Linked DNA regions of Mus musculus: region 2 is linked to region 1. The links are chromatin contacts, called in public Hi-C maps. All regions are on one chromosome and are shown on one strand. Each heading gives the region's core, a stretch centred on a gene start, on an enhancer-like site or on the middle of the called end of the contact. The rest is flanking DNA. Distances are from core to core; before and after follow the strand shown. Region 1 has its middle 21 kb from the start of Gm46842. Region 2 has its middle 8.0 kb from the start of Gm34428.

The links. A called contact is a pair of places that touch in the nucleus more often than the background predicts.
Region 2: a Hi-C map of CD8 T cells shows a contact between it and region 1, with 1.6 times the contacts expected there. The contact joins two enhancer-like sites. A contact is called at or near these places in 2 of 15 datasets of contacts at CTCF or cohesin (large pre-B cells and pro-B cells), 24 of 484 Hi-C or Micro-C datasets (B cells, CD4 T cells, CD8 T cells and 18 more), 11 of 115 datasets of contacts at active chromatin or transcription factors (CD8 T cells, bone marrow-derived macrophages, embryonic limb bud and 8 more) and 2 of 9 other capture datasets (embryonic stem cells and embryonic tail).

What each region holds. Positions count from the first base shown.
Region 1 is chr4:8,886,101-8,893,047 of GRCm38.p6, reverse strand. No RefSeq gene overlaps it. Among named protein-coding and RNA genes, the nearest start is that of Gm46842, 21 kb to the left of the region's middle. Within about 2 kb of position 4,532, at least 27 of the 459 cell types and tissues checked have an H3K27ac peak or open chromatin away from gene starts, as enhancers often do. A contact at or near this core is called in CD8 T cells, where this site is marked.
Region 2 is chr4:9,013,112-9,020,058 of GRCm38.p6, reverse strand. No RefSeq gene overlaps it. Among named protein-coding and RNA genes, the nearest start is that of Gm34428, 8.0 kb to the right of the region's middle. Within about 2 kb of position 4,183, at least 93 of the 459 cell types and tissues checked have an H3K27ac peak or open chromatin away from gene starts, as enhancers often do. A contact at or near this core is called in CD8 T cells, where this site is marked.

The DNA of each region.
Region 1 (6,947 bases), core at 3,283-5,782:
AACAAGGATTTCTTTTTTATTTTATTTTTTTGAGATTTATTTATTTTGATTTTATGTACATTGGCATTTTGCCTGCATTTATGTCTGCACGAGGGTGCCAGATGCCCTGGAACTGGAGTTACAAACAGTTTTAAGCTGCCATTTGGGTGCTGGAAATTGAACCTGGGTCTCTGGAAGAGAAGCCAGTGCTCTTTGATGGCCTTCCTGCTCAGATGTGAAGGTGTCCCAGGACTCAGAAGTCTAGGAACACAGCTGAGGGGAGAAGGTGTACCCAATGGAAGGGTATACTGAGACCTGGGAGCCCAGAAACCACACAGCGCTGAGGAAGTCTCCTTAGCAGAGGTGTTGAAGCTCCCAGGAGGCTATCACCAGCTAAGCTGAGCAGCTCAGGAGCCTCAGCCAGCTGGCTCCACGTCTTCTGCGTCTTCTCTTCTCTTCACTGCTTCTTGGCTTCTTCTGATGAGTCACACCCGCGGCAAATCTCATAAAAGCGGTTTATTGGGAGAGTCCGGGTGTGGAGGGACAAATCCAGGGGCAGCTGCCTCTGCTCCAGGTTGCCGCCAGCAGGTGATTAAACAAACACAACCTTTATATAGGGTTTCTTCAGGAGCTTGGGAGCTTTCCAGGTGAGGACTGGTGGGATTTTAAGCCTTGAGCTTGGGTAGGTCAGGAATTTGTGGGTTTTTGTGGGAAGCTCAGGGATTGGAGGGTTTTCCTGTTCAGGGATTGGCAGGATCTTGTTCAGACTTTTCAGCTAGGGTTAGCATAATCTGGAAGGGTCCTACGGAGGGGCTGGAAAGACTATTATGACGCTCTGGGAGGTCTGGGGAAGGGGCCTGACTGTTGGAACTTCTCGGGCTGGGGCCTGGCCACTTTTTTGCCTTGGGGGCTTACCAAGGGTAAAAAGTCTACCCAGTATGCTAGGTTTACAAAGGGAGTTCACAGCAGGGAAGCCTTTCCTTTTTTCTTGAGTGGCCATGAATACCCAACACTCTCAACTGCTGAGCCATCTCTCTAGCCTCAACAGAAGACATTCTTGAACTGTTGATGATCAGAAGGATCTTTCTGCAGCTGATACTTACAGAACGTTTGGGCTGTCCCGATTGTTACAATGCCCAGTGAAGTGCTCTTGGGAAATGGTGGGAACCACAGAGGAAGAGCCCATTCGGAAGTAATTAGGTCAATAACGGCCCAGCTCTTAAAAGGAATTGATGGTGCTCTCATGGAAGCCTGGACACTTCTTGAGAGAGGGATGTTAATGGATGGGCATGAAAACTCGCCAAGTTTTGGCTCCTGTTCTCGTTATGTGATCCCTTCCTCTAGCATGAGTAGCTGTTAGGATGCCATCTGCCATGTTGTGAGGTTGCCAAGGTGCCTACGAGATAGACAGCTCCAAGCTATGTAGATTTCCATCCACTCAGTGAACTAAATCAACTTCTGTTCTTTAAAAGTTATCCAGTTCCGGGAGCTTTGTTGTAGCACTGGAAAACTAACAGAGAAGTAAAACCGGAAACAAACGAGAAGAATTAGAAATGCAAGTTCGTTGTTCTTCTGGTCTCCACGACGACTGGAGCAAGGCTTGGCTCAGCTTTGCCATGTGTAGGAATGAGAAGAGGCTGGACTCTGTAGTGTAATCTGGGGATAGTTTTTTTTTTGTTTTCTTACCCTTGTAGAAATGGTCTAAGGTTCGTGGTATCGTTTTAAAGGTTTTTATAGTATTTATTGCAATGTGTGTGTGTGTGTGTGTGTGTGTGTGTGTGTGTGTGTTTCTGTGCACATGTCATTGCATGTGTGTGGTGGTCAGAGGAGAGCTCACAGGAATCAATTGTTTTTTTCCTTCCACCATGTGGGTTCTGGGAATTGAACTCATGTCATCAGGTTTAGCAGCAAGTGCCTTTAGCTACTGAGCCATTTCATTGGCCCATATGATATCCTTTTAAATGAGTTTTTATTTTCCCTACACCAACTATAGTAAATCTCCACTGCTTGCAACTAAGAATATTCACAGATGGGGAAATTGGAGCCAGCAGTAGTTATAGGAAACAGATCTCACACAATGAAGAAATATGGGCTTGATTATCAGGCTACTTGGGGTTGATTTGAGAAAATAATGATGCTGTGGATCTGACAGGTCTTGTGGCATGCATGTAAAGTGGTAGACTCCAGTGATGAGCATTTCAGCATGGGGTTAATGTCTCTTAAATGGTAAACTACGTAAAGAAAGTTAAAATATGTCCATTATTAGGTTCGAAACATAGTCATTAAATGTGAGACAGTTCCACTTTTTATTTCTTACATAGGCCCCACGTGGACAAAGGCAGACTCAGAGTTGGATCCTGCATGATAATGAATTTGGTTTTCCTAGCTCTCATGTACAACACGCAGCGTACTGACTGGGAGTCAAGGCCTGCAAATCCAAATGGCAAGTCCAGTGGGCTCTTCAGAGGGCCAGGATATTCTAGCTCCCCAAATCTTCCCTGCACACCACGGAAGCACACCTACCCTTCCTTGGCAGGCTATTGCTGGTTCTTTGTTTAAGCAAACCTGGATATCATGCTGCAAACCTATAGCCCTTTTAGACCTGTAATGAGCTCTATAAGTAGGGTCAGGCCCCGGAATGTTCTGCCAGTTTAAGTGCTAGAGGATTATTAAGTGATTAATAACACGGCTGATTGAATTGCCATTACTGAACTGGATGTGGGGTCTCTCCACTGAAATAAACCAATTTAGCTAAGGCACTTCTTCTGGAAAGGTACTTATCTCAAAATTTTTTCTTCTCCATGTTAATAGAAATCATTGAAAGAAGTTTGTTTTGTCTGGCTGGGGGACACCAGTAACTCTTCAACACTAATTAATTCACTTTACAAAAGATATCACATAGGATTGTTACATTAATAACTGGATGATTACATTAATAATATCACTAGGGTGGGACCCAGTGAGCAAGAAATATTGGTGCCATTATATCTTTGTAAGAGACAGATACACTAATTCTTCAACCATAGAACCTTTGCCCCACATTGTGGGAAGAGCAATGATGATTAAGAACATATGGCTTAGTCTCCTAGTCATGGTGCTACGGCAGTATCCTTAGAAGGCAGGCCCCATGGAAGGTCTTTTGATCACTGAGAGTGTGTCTATGAAGGGATTCATGGGCCCCTAGTCCTCTCCTTTTCCTTCGTCAGTGTTTAGCCTTTGCCACCTTCCAGTGGCTTTGTTCTTGGCACATTACTGTTGTGATGTGCTCCTTTGCCATAACCCTGCAAAGGTGTGGACCAGACAAACATGGACAGAGAGCTCAGAATCCCAAGGACAGTGACCTGAACTAAACCTCTGCTTGTCATACACTCCTTTATTGAGGGTATTTTATTTTCCTTTTATAAGGGGGCTTGTTGGGGGAAGAGAAGAGGAGTGAGGACCTGGGAAAGGGTAGAGGCAGAGAGGGAGCCATGAGGGGGCGGGGCAGAGACCCCAGTCAGCGGGAAGTAGTCTAAAGAACATAGCACCCTTACTCCTGCCCACCATCACCCCTTCCTGGTTCCTCGGGTATTTTAAAAATAGTAACAGAAAGGTAATACCTAGATTTTATTTTCATAGGAATCTGTAGCTACCTCTGAGGGCATTATGTTTCCTGGGAGGACCACAAGGTCTGAAGGCACATGTCCTCAAGCGAAAAGAGCTGGGGGTTGGAGAGATGGCCTGGAGGTCAAGAACACTGTCTCCTCTTCCAGAGGACCCGGGTTCAATTCCCATCACCTACATAGCAACTTACAATTGTCACTCACTCCAGTTCCAGGGCATCCAACACCATCTCACAAACACATGCAGACAAAACACCAATGCACATTTTTTTTTTTTAAAGAAAAGAAGAAGAAAAGTACTGTTTGTTGTATCATATGGCCCATAAGAAAGAACTTTCTGGTGTGGGGATAACACATACCAAATTTGGTCGTCTTGTCATGTCTTGCCCCAGGTGATAACAGCTTTAGGCAGGGCTCCATTAGTCTCCAATGGACTGAGTCAGCAGAATCCATTCTTCTTCTCGAGCCTGACGCCTTGATCCAATGGATCACCAACAGTGAATAGCAGATATAATTACCAGTTTTCACACTTACACTATAGCAAAACAGAAAGTGTGATTAGGTTATACAGACAGACAATGGGTAATTGCTTGGCCATGTGGTAAGGAACTATTAAAGAAAAATAGTTAATATTTGGTGACAACATTTGTTGAAGACTGTGGATTGATCCCTGAGAGTGGTGTTAATGATCACTCAAAGTCTCTGATGGTGGAAAGGCTCTTCTCACTACAGTAGACATGAAGGTCTATTCTCTATCACTGAGCCACTGTCTCCAGCATCCCAGTACTTGTTCAGTGTGTTCATAAAGGGCCATGGAGAGGGGCAGAGAAGCCATGCACAGCTAAGCAACATGAACACATCCTTATCTGCCTGAGTCTCCAGCTTCCTCACTGCAGTGACCAAGCCTGAAAGTCACCATGGCCGCGTGCCCAGCAGGAGCAGACATCCTGTGGTAGCTGGCTGATTACATCAGACTCCTCATAATCAAAGAAATGGGAACTTGCTTTCTCTGAAACACTCACTGTGGACCTCGGTTGCATCAGCTTTCCTTCTCACCAAGCTTCTCTTTGACCTATTCTATCTGTGTGGATGTATTCTTTATCAGGGTGGTACCACTCACATAGAATAGCTTCTACTATTGAGTGAAAGAGGTCAGAAAATGGGCTCTGAGGGTCACCAATCTTATACATAACCTGGCATGGCTAATACTGATTGTCAACTTGGCAGGATCTAAGATCACCTAGGAGACAGGCCCCTGGGCTCATCTGTAAAAGGGGTTCTAGATTAGGGAAGACACACCCTACCTTAGGCAGTACCATCATGGGCTTGGTTCTAGACTGAACAGAGAGGAGAAAGCTATCTGACTGCCAGCATCCATCTGTCTGTTCCCTGACTACAGAAGCAACCTGACTTAGGTGTCGCTCTACCAGGCTGTCGCTGACATGATGGATTTCAGCCACTTGAATATGTAAACCAAAACAAATGTTTCTTCCATTCCCTTAGCAACTTTAGTCAGGTATTTCATAGAGCAATGATAAAGATAGTTAACTCAGGTGCAGCTTACTCAGATTCCTGTAAGAATGGCAGAGCAGCTAAATGAAGTCCCACATTGCACAACCATGAACATAGAAAAACAAAACCAAAAACAATTAAGTTTATCTTTTGGTTTTTCGAGACACGGATTTTCTGTGTAGAGCTAGCTGTCCTGGAACTCTCTTTGTAGACCAGGCTAGCTTCAAACTCACAGAGAGCTGTCTGCTTTTGCACCCAAGTGCTAGAATTAAAGGTGTGCACCACAATGCCTGGTGAAAAAACAAACAAACAAACAAAAAACAAAACAAAACAAAACAAAACAAAAAAACTCTTAATTTTAAATTAAATCAGATGGCATTGCCAAAAATACTTCCCCCTTTTAAAAAAAGGCACATTTTTGGTATTCAACCCAATGATCTGATGTATACATACATAATGTGCTAACACGCAATCAGAATGGGTTGGATTCTCCCATGGAGAGTGATGGCCAGGGGCAGGGTATGAACTTGGTGACACCTGGCAGCCATTTTCTTTTGTGATCCTGGAAGTCTGGGTTTTGTTTGGAGATCATAATTAATGAGGAAGGAAGTTTCCACCTGGCAAGGCAGAAACTCTTCCATTGCATCTGCATGTTTTCATGACCTTCTTGCCTTTAGGAGAAGGGCCAAATAAATAAATAAAAATTAAAAAAAAATAAATGGGTAAATGGCCAGAAGTCAGTGTGTGGTATGGATTTTCAGTGAAATCGCTGATATTTTTGTGAGGGAGAAATGGATTTGCTGTTCAGTAATAGGACAGAAAAGCACTTGGGGTGACTGGGAGAACTCACTGAGTAGCCTCCTCATACAGCTGTAATGGTCTTTAAACATGGACTTGGTTGTGGGAAGCCATTCCAGACTCCCTGGCCAGCTGGACGGAAATCTGTGCCAGGCAGTAAATAAGCCCATATTTGGTGGATGGCTCGCCCTTAATCCCTGATTGGCTGAGCAAACCTGCCTGGTGAGGTGATGTGACCTGTGTTGATTGGTTGAGGCGTGGTTGTGGCTTGAGTGGATAAAAACGCTTGTACCCCGAGGTGCGGGGGATTTGAAGAGAGAAGCTGCCTGAGTAAACTGCTTTAAGAAGAACCGGTGGTTGTGTTTTCCTTGCTGGTCAAGTTGGATGCAACAAGTGGTGCCGAAACCCGGGAACCAACTCCCCCACCGAAGAGGTTCAGAACTTTCTGCAGTCAGGGTCTGTTGGCAGGATGAATACGGTAAGTAACTCACCATCCCGGGTTTGGGATTAGGCTCTTGGTAAAGAGACAATAAGGCTCTTGGTAAAGAGACAATTAGGCTCTCGGTAAAGAGACAATAAGGCTCTTGGTAAGAGACAATAAGGCTCTCCAGCTCTGGAGAAGAGAAAGTGAAAGTAAGAGGGTAATAGGGACAGTCTATGGATTACTTTCTTTTTCTAGCCATTTGGGTAATTTTTCTTACTGCCTTTTGGTTTAAGGACTGGCCAAAAGGATGGCCGATTCAGGAGCCAGAACAAATATTACAAGGCCTGGGCTATGCAAAGAGCTCAGACATAAGTGCCAGGATGCTCCCTTGGAAAGATAAGGAAGGGCATGATGGGATGTTTCAACCACATGTGCTTGATCTGCCTTTTACCTATGGGGTAGGGATTTGTTGAAAATAGTGTCCTATTTAGGAGCAAGGATCGCCCCTACGGCCGTTTGGCCTCAAAAGATACAGTTGAGGGTTGATTCCTTGCATACTTTAAATGATTTTCAGAAATTGTTAGGCGATATCAACTGGATTCGGCCCTATTTGAAGATCTCAAATGTTAAAT
Region 2 (6,947 bases), core at 2,934-5,433, 130 kb before region 1:
ACATGTTGCCTTCTGGACAGGCAGGGAAATGGCTTGCAGCAGCACACCCGGTTCCCTGTACCTCCGTGTCTGGCTAGACGGTTTTATGGCATTTAAGCAGCACAGCGCGAAGGCACCCAGCGCACACTATAACTCTCAAAAAAACAACGTTCTCATGTGCTAATGGCAACCGAATCAGAAACACATGGATTTAATTTCCTTCAAAATACCCACGGGTATAAAAATCAATGCAGGAAAGCCATTTGGCTAACTCTATTTGGGGCTTTTCTGAGCCCAGAGATTGTGAGAAATTGTTGGAAATGGCTGCTGAGCTCCAAATCCCACCAGGTTGAGCCCTCCCCCAGTGCAGCTCCAGCCTAATGTGATGTGAAGCCCCGGCTGTCCTTTTGGAGAGAGGCAGGTGCTTGCTGTGTGGTACCTTCACGGCTGCCATCTCTACAGATTTCCTGCTTTGTGCTATTAGTTCATTTGCGCAGTGTCTCCCACCACATTGCCGTCAGGGAGATCTCTTTTTGGCAGCAGATCGGGATCCCTGCCTGAAAGTTGATAGAGGTTGAGCTATTTGCAGAAATAATGCTTTCCAGACGTACTAAACAGTACCCCTCTTTCCAGATGGAGTGGCATTAGTGTTGCTTCCAGCCATTTCCTCACCTTCTGCTGTTCTTGTCAGATCTCCCATATGCACCACAAGCCTTCTGTATTCTGGGGAACCTTGGAAAACTGCTCAGGCCCTCAGCCTCCCACCACTTGCAAGCAAAAATGTGTGCGCGTGCACGCAAGAGAGTGCACGCTCGCGTGCGTGTACACACACACACACACACACACACACATTCAACTGCCTCCACTCTTATGCGTGCACATACAGTTTCCCTCCCATCTCCTAGAAGTCAACTTAGATTTTATGAGAGAGCTAATCACGGGAAGTGAGAGCTTAACAACATGGGGACTTGGTCAGGTAGGAATACATGGACCCCTGAAAAAGCCCCTTGCTGTAGATGGTTACCCCTGACATCAGTTCTCATAGCTGACTCCTGTATCATTGGCATGTCACATTGCCATGTGGTCATCTCTAGCTTGTGTCCCTTCTCTGGTTTCCATGTCCTCTCCAAAGCTCAGCCTGCAATGGGGAGGGACAGAGTTGAGGAGAGGTAAGAGGTTAAAAGGTAAGCAAGTTGTGAGGGCTCCGGCTCATAAATAGATTAATGCTGTTATTTTGAGTGAGGGAGTTAGTTGTTGTAGGAGTGAACTACTGATAAAAGAATAAATGGGCTTGCCATGATTTCTGTTTTATACACTCCCTTGCCCCCTCTGCCTCCCTCTACTGAATAACACAGTACGCAGGCTCTCAACTGGTATACTAGGGCCATACTCTGAGGTTTCCCAGCCTCCAGACCCATTTACCATATAAACTATTTATAGCATATATAGCCTTGTGTGTTCTGTTATAGTAGCAGAAACAGGGCTAAAACTGGCCCATATAGAAGACCCATTGCATTGTAGGATCCCACAACATCATATCCATGCGTACTTTCTTTACTGAGAAACTGCCCAGGTTACTATATGGGCATGCAGTGTCCTTGGCAGTCGGAAGAGGAAGTTAGATCCCCTGGAACTACAGTTACAGGCTTGTGAGTTACCACATGTAGATGTGGATGGAGCCTGTCTTTCAGAAGGACAGTACATGTTCTTACCCCCTGAGCCACCTCCCCAACCTCACAAATGCTATCCAAATGTAGGCTCCTGGCCAAATCACATTTTCTTTTTATCTCTAAGAAACATAATTTCTGTGATCTCATGAAGCCAAAAGTCATTTACTCTCAACTCAACAATTGCTACAGGGAGAATTCAGTCAAGGCATTTTTGGGTCTTTCTCTTTCTTGTCCTTGACATATGAGTTGTGTCACTGATGGTCAGACCCACACCCACAGAGAAGTGTTCGCTGTCATTCTGTCAAAGCCCTCCCACACCCTAAAGTAAGTCCCTCATCTCTACCATGTATTGGTCTTGTTAGAACAACACAAAGCAGATCATTTTGCAGTTGTGACCAATGGTGGCATGTCCTTCTTATCAGGAAAAGGCAAATTTAGAAACCAATTGCATTAAGTTCTCACCTTAATCAAGTTCTTATTTGCCTAATGTTACCTAAAGGCTTAGGGGCTAGAGAGATGATTCAGAGGCTAAGAGCACTGTCTCCTCTTCCAGAGGACCTGAGTTCAGTTCCTGGCATTCACATAGCAGCTTACAACTGTCTATAACTCGGGTCCCAGAAGTTCTGATACACACACATGGTGGACAGATGCACATGTAGACAGAACACTCATTCACATAAAATAAAAATAAAGGTCAGAAAACATTATGGGGAAAAAAGACCTAGTTTTGAAGTCTCAGACTTCTTTGTTGCTCAAGTTAGAGCATCAGAAAAAAAAAAGATAAAGAATTAGTGCTAAGCATAGTCATTCCTTTAAGCCTTTTTAGAAGACAGGATCTCGTTGTGTCCCAGGATGGCTGGGAAGTGTCTATGTAGACCAGGCTCGTTTTCAAACTTGCCTTAATTCTCCTACCTCTGCCTCCAGAGTACTGGGGTTACATGGAGACATCACCACAAAGGACTCTGCTTAGCTGATGTATAATACAGCTAGGGACACCAATCTTCATCTCCGTATCCATTGTCTGAGTGTCCACCCTCTTACGTACCAACATGCCAAAGAGAAAAATATTACCCTCTCTAATTTTTCCTTCCTTAGCTATTGATAAAGAAAACACATTCATCAGTCCTCACGTTTGGGCTCAGGCTTCTGCCAGGAGACCCGTACACCCCAAAGCAGTTACAAACCAGAGTGGAAGGGGAGGGTTGGCATTTAGCCGTGGTAGAACTAACAGGTTGATCAGCATGGTTCACTGGTCGGACGATGGGGAATACCTTAAACAATTCCATCAACATTGATCTACTTTAACCAGGTGATATGCTAATGAGTCAACCTTCTTGCTCCCTAGGTGACACTACTTCACAAACCATCAGAGCACACCACCTTTGCAAGAAGAAAAAAAGCCACGGAAGAAGCTGTGAGTTGACACTTGCAGATGAGTCTAATTCCCCGTGTCCTCTGGATGCATGCCGTGTTGGGAGAACTCCATGCACATCGAGCTGATTTTTGCTGTCATCAGAACTGACCTTCCATCCCCCAGGAGGCCCCGAGCCTGTCTGCTACAATGACAAGGAAAGGAGCCAGCCTTCAACCTGGGGCCCTCAGATGTGCAGCACAACAGGCCATGTTCAACCTCTATGGGGCAGCTGGATCACATGAATTTTTTAAAAGTAAAACAACTGATTCGGGAGGAGGGGGGAGGGGGATATGTTGGTACTTTTTCCCCCTGTGAAATCCCAGTGGAGGAAATGCGTGGCCCAGTGTGTTGATCTTGGCCTGGGCATACACAGTGCCTCTGTTCTGAGGATGAGCCGACGCATGCAGATGTGCAGAGCAGCCATTTCCAAAGGTTAATTAAATATTACCATTGTTTTCCAAGCTATTAATGTCTGTTCTTTTATTTCTTCATGAGAAAGGTTTTGCCCCACTCTGAAAGCCATTTGAATCTGCTTCTCAGTTCCTGCCCCCTCTTAAAGCCCCAAAAGAGAATGACCAGAGGGCCAGTCAGGAGGGACAGAACTGTGGTAGCAAGCCATGGAGATTTCTGCGCTAGAGGCAAGAGGCAGCTTGGAGCTGGGGAAGGAGGGACAGCAGCCAGGGCAGGCTAAGATGAGGTCCCTGCAGCACTTCAGCTCCAGCTGGAGGCAAGAAGCCTGTGATTTCAAAAAGGTTTTCTTACAGAAGCAGAAAGGAAGCTGCCAGCTCTTTCCACCTTTGTGTGTTGGTAAAATAACCGACTGTTTCTGAATTTAGTAACTGATACGTTTTGGCTTTCATTGGTTCTGGGAAAGGATCTGGGTGGTCAGTGAACACAGTCAGGAACATGGCCTGCTTTGCAATGTCAGTGTGTCCCTTGTCACCTCCAAATGACATGGTTTCTCTCTCCCGCCTGAGGTGACCTGTTGTGGCAAGGACAAGGGCCTCAGTGCAGTGGGGGAAGGGACTGGAAGACGGACAACGAGGGATAATAAGACCAAGGTCACAGAGAGGACACGGTTCCCTCTGGCAGGAAGTGCCACCCTCTGTGACAGCAGTTTACAAGAATCCTGAGCCACGATGAGCACAGCAGTCTGCAGGAAGTCTCTGCGGACAGCCTATCTTCCAGGGAGAGCCGAACATGTTTTGTTTGCAAAGTAATAATGCCTCCCTGGGTGCGGGCAGGACACAGCAGACCTACCACATAAGGACTGAAACACAGGAGCGGAATGAAGACAGGTGCCAACCAGGTGCCGCAGGTGGCCTGGGGGTTGGCCCAGAGGAACTAGGGAGCAAAGAATAGTGCCAACTCTGGCCATGAGCTCCGTGCCTCTCCCCCCAGGCACAGATCATACACTCTGAAATTCCATCCTCTCAGAGCTTATTAACAGGGCACTCAAGTGCAGACTCTGCGGCCAAATGCTCTGGGTCCTAAGCCCATTTCTGCCACGCCCTCACTGAGCCACTTCAATATGTCTCATTTCCTAGCATTTGTATTTTTCATCTGTAAAATGGAGCCAAATCCTTTGATGCTGTAAACTTCCTAGAATGATTAGAGAAGGACAAAGCTGGGGAAAGCACACAGGAAACAGGGAGAGATCAGGAGTGAGGAAAAGTCTAGAGGGAAGAACACTGAAGGGCAGGGCTGGGGAGACTGGGGAGAAAGGAAAAGGAAATCCAAGAAGGGAGAGCAGAAGGCAAGCAGGAGAAGGCCATGATCCCTCTGCCCTCTGGAGGGCAAGGTCCTTGGATGCTGAGGCTCAGCCTGTCATTAGTGGTCCTGATCCAACAGTGGCTCCCCGTGCTGCAGGGCATGTGTGCAGCACACACTGGCCACATGCACGAGTGTGAGGCCGGATGATGAGAGGACCAGATGAAAACGGTGCTTGGACAAGCAAAGCTGAATAAGTAATAGAAAATAGGATTAACTCTATGTAGCAGCTGAATTTATGAATGAATGAATGAATGAATAGCAAATAGCACTGGTAGTACACTCCAAGAGTAAGCAGCAGGACACCTTAAGAAGAAGGTTTGCCTTCCTAACACACATGAGGAAAGCCCTCCAGCTTCTAATGAAGCAAGTACAACTGAGGAAAAAAATACCAAAATATTCTCTTTAGATTGTTAACTTGGCAAATTAAGAAAATCAATCTGACTGAATATTGACAAGGGTACAGACAAGTATGGCTGCCTTGCACCAAATGAGACACATATCCTTAGTACGCAAAGAACTTTCACAAAACAACAAGGAGCCTACCAAAAGTGGGTAAACCGTTTGAATAGGTAACTCAGAACAGGTGGCTGAGACAGGTGAGACGCAGATGCAGAAGCAGAGACGATGGAGATACGGATGCGTGTTCTTATCACAGTCATGGATAGGCAAAGCAAAGCACCACCAGCTCTTGGCCTGTGACATCATAAACATGGATAGCCCCTTCTCTTACACACTGTCATGGATTGAACACACTGGGGTTCTTAGTCAAGGTGGCAGTCTCCAGAATGGATTGTGGAAGTCTAGCTAGTCATGGGGGGGATCGACTTCATGGCTCGTGATTGTGGAGGTTGAATGCTTAGGTCATCAGGGATTACTTAGAAGGACTAGGAAGGGAGGTTTTGCAGGCAGTGGGTGTGGCTTTGTTGAAGGAATTGTGGCACTGGAGGTGGGTGTTGAAGTTTCAGAAGCCCAATCCAGGCCCAGTCACTCTCTCTCTCTCTCCCTCTCTCTCTCTCTCTCTCTCCCTCTCTCCCTCTCCCTCTCCCTCTTTCTCTCCCTGCTGCCTTGGGTCTGGATCTAGAACTCTCAGCCACTCTCCAACACCATGCTTGCCTGCATGCTACCATATTCCCTGCCATGATGACAATGGACTAAACCTCTGAACCTTTAAGCCAGCCCCAATTAAATGCTTTCCTTTGTAACAGTTGCAATGGTCATGGTGTCTCTTCACAGCACTAGAACACTGACAGAATGGCTTTGCTTTTTTTGCAATAATGTGTATAACGTGTACAATGTGTTCCACTTGCCAGAGATCCAAACCTCCGGGGCCATATGACCCAGGACTGGAATTTTAGAACTTTAAGACAAGATAAACCTCTTCTTTCTCAGTCAGTTAGCTCAGGTATTTCATTATAGTAGCAGAAAGCTCTGTAAAAGAAGAGTCTGGGGGACATAGCCAGTCTCTCAGCAAACCGTTAACAGAGAAGAAGATTCTTTCAGGGCTTTTGTTGTTGTTTTATTTTGTTTTGTTTTGTTTGGGGGCGGGGAGGATAGCCCAGCAATATCAGTAAAAAGAACTAGAAAATTCTGACAGTTTTGTTTCTTTCTCGACAGAAAGCTTTTACTTTGACTCCTCTTAAAAACAACTCCCAATTCTTCCTGCTGCCTTGTTCTTTTTAACATTTCCAACAGTAAACTAAGCTCCCTGTTTTGATCCATACTCTGGCTATGCTCAGTATATGGTGAATTGTTTCCCATTTTTTAACCAATATTAAGAGCCCTTCTGTCTTTCCTCCCTCTCTCTCTACCCTTCCACCCATCCTTTCTTCCCTGTTAGGCTGGGGGGTGAAATTCACGCTATTAGGGACACTCTCACTGAGTTGCACCCTAGCTCTGTGTTATTTTTCTTAATGCTGCTGCTCTCCAGATCAAACCTAGCACCTCATGCACACTAAGTGAGCACTACCACCATGCTAATACCCCCGCCTCCCACACTACTCTTTCAATACCAAGTCCAAATGCCCAGGAGCAGGTAATTGTGTGAGGGGAGGACCCCGTCCATCCTGAGCATCTGAGTCACCTGTTCATCTTCTTCCATCCCTGGAAGCGTT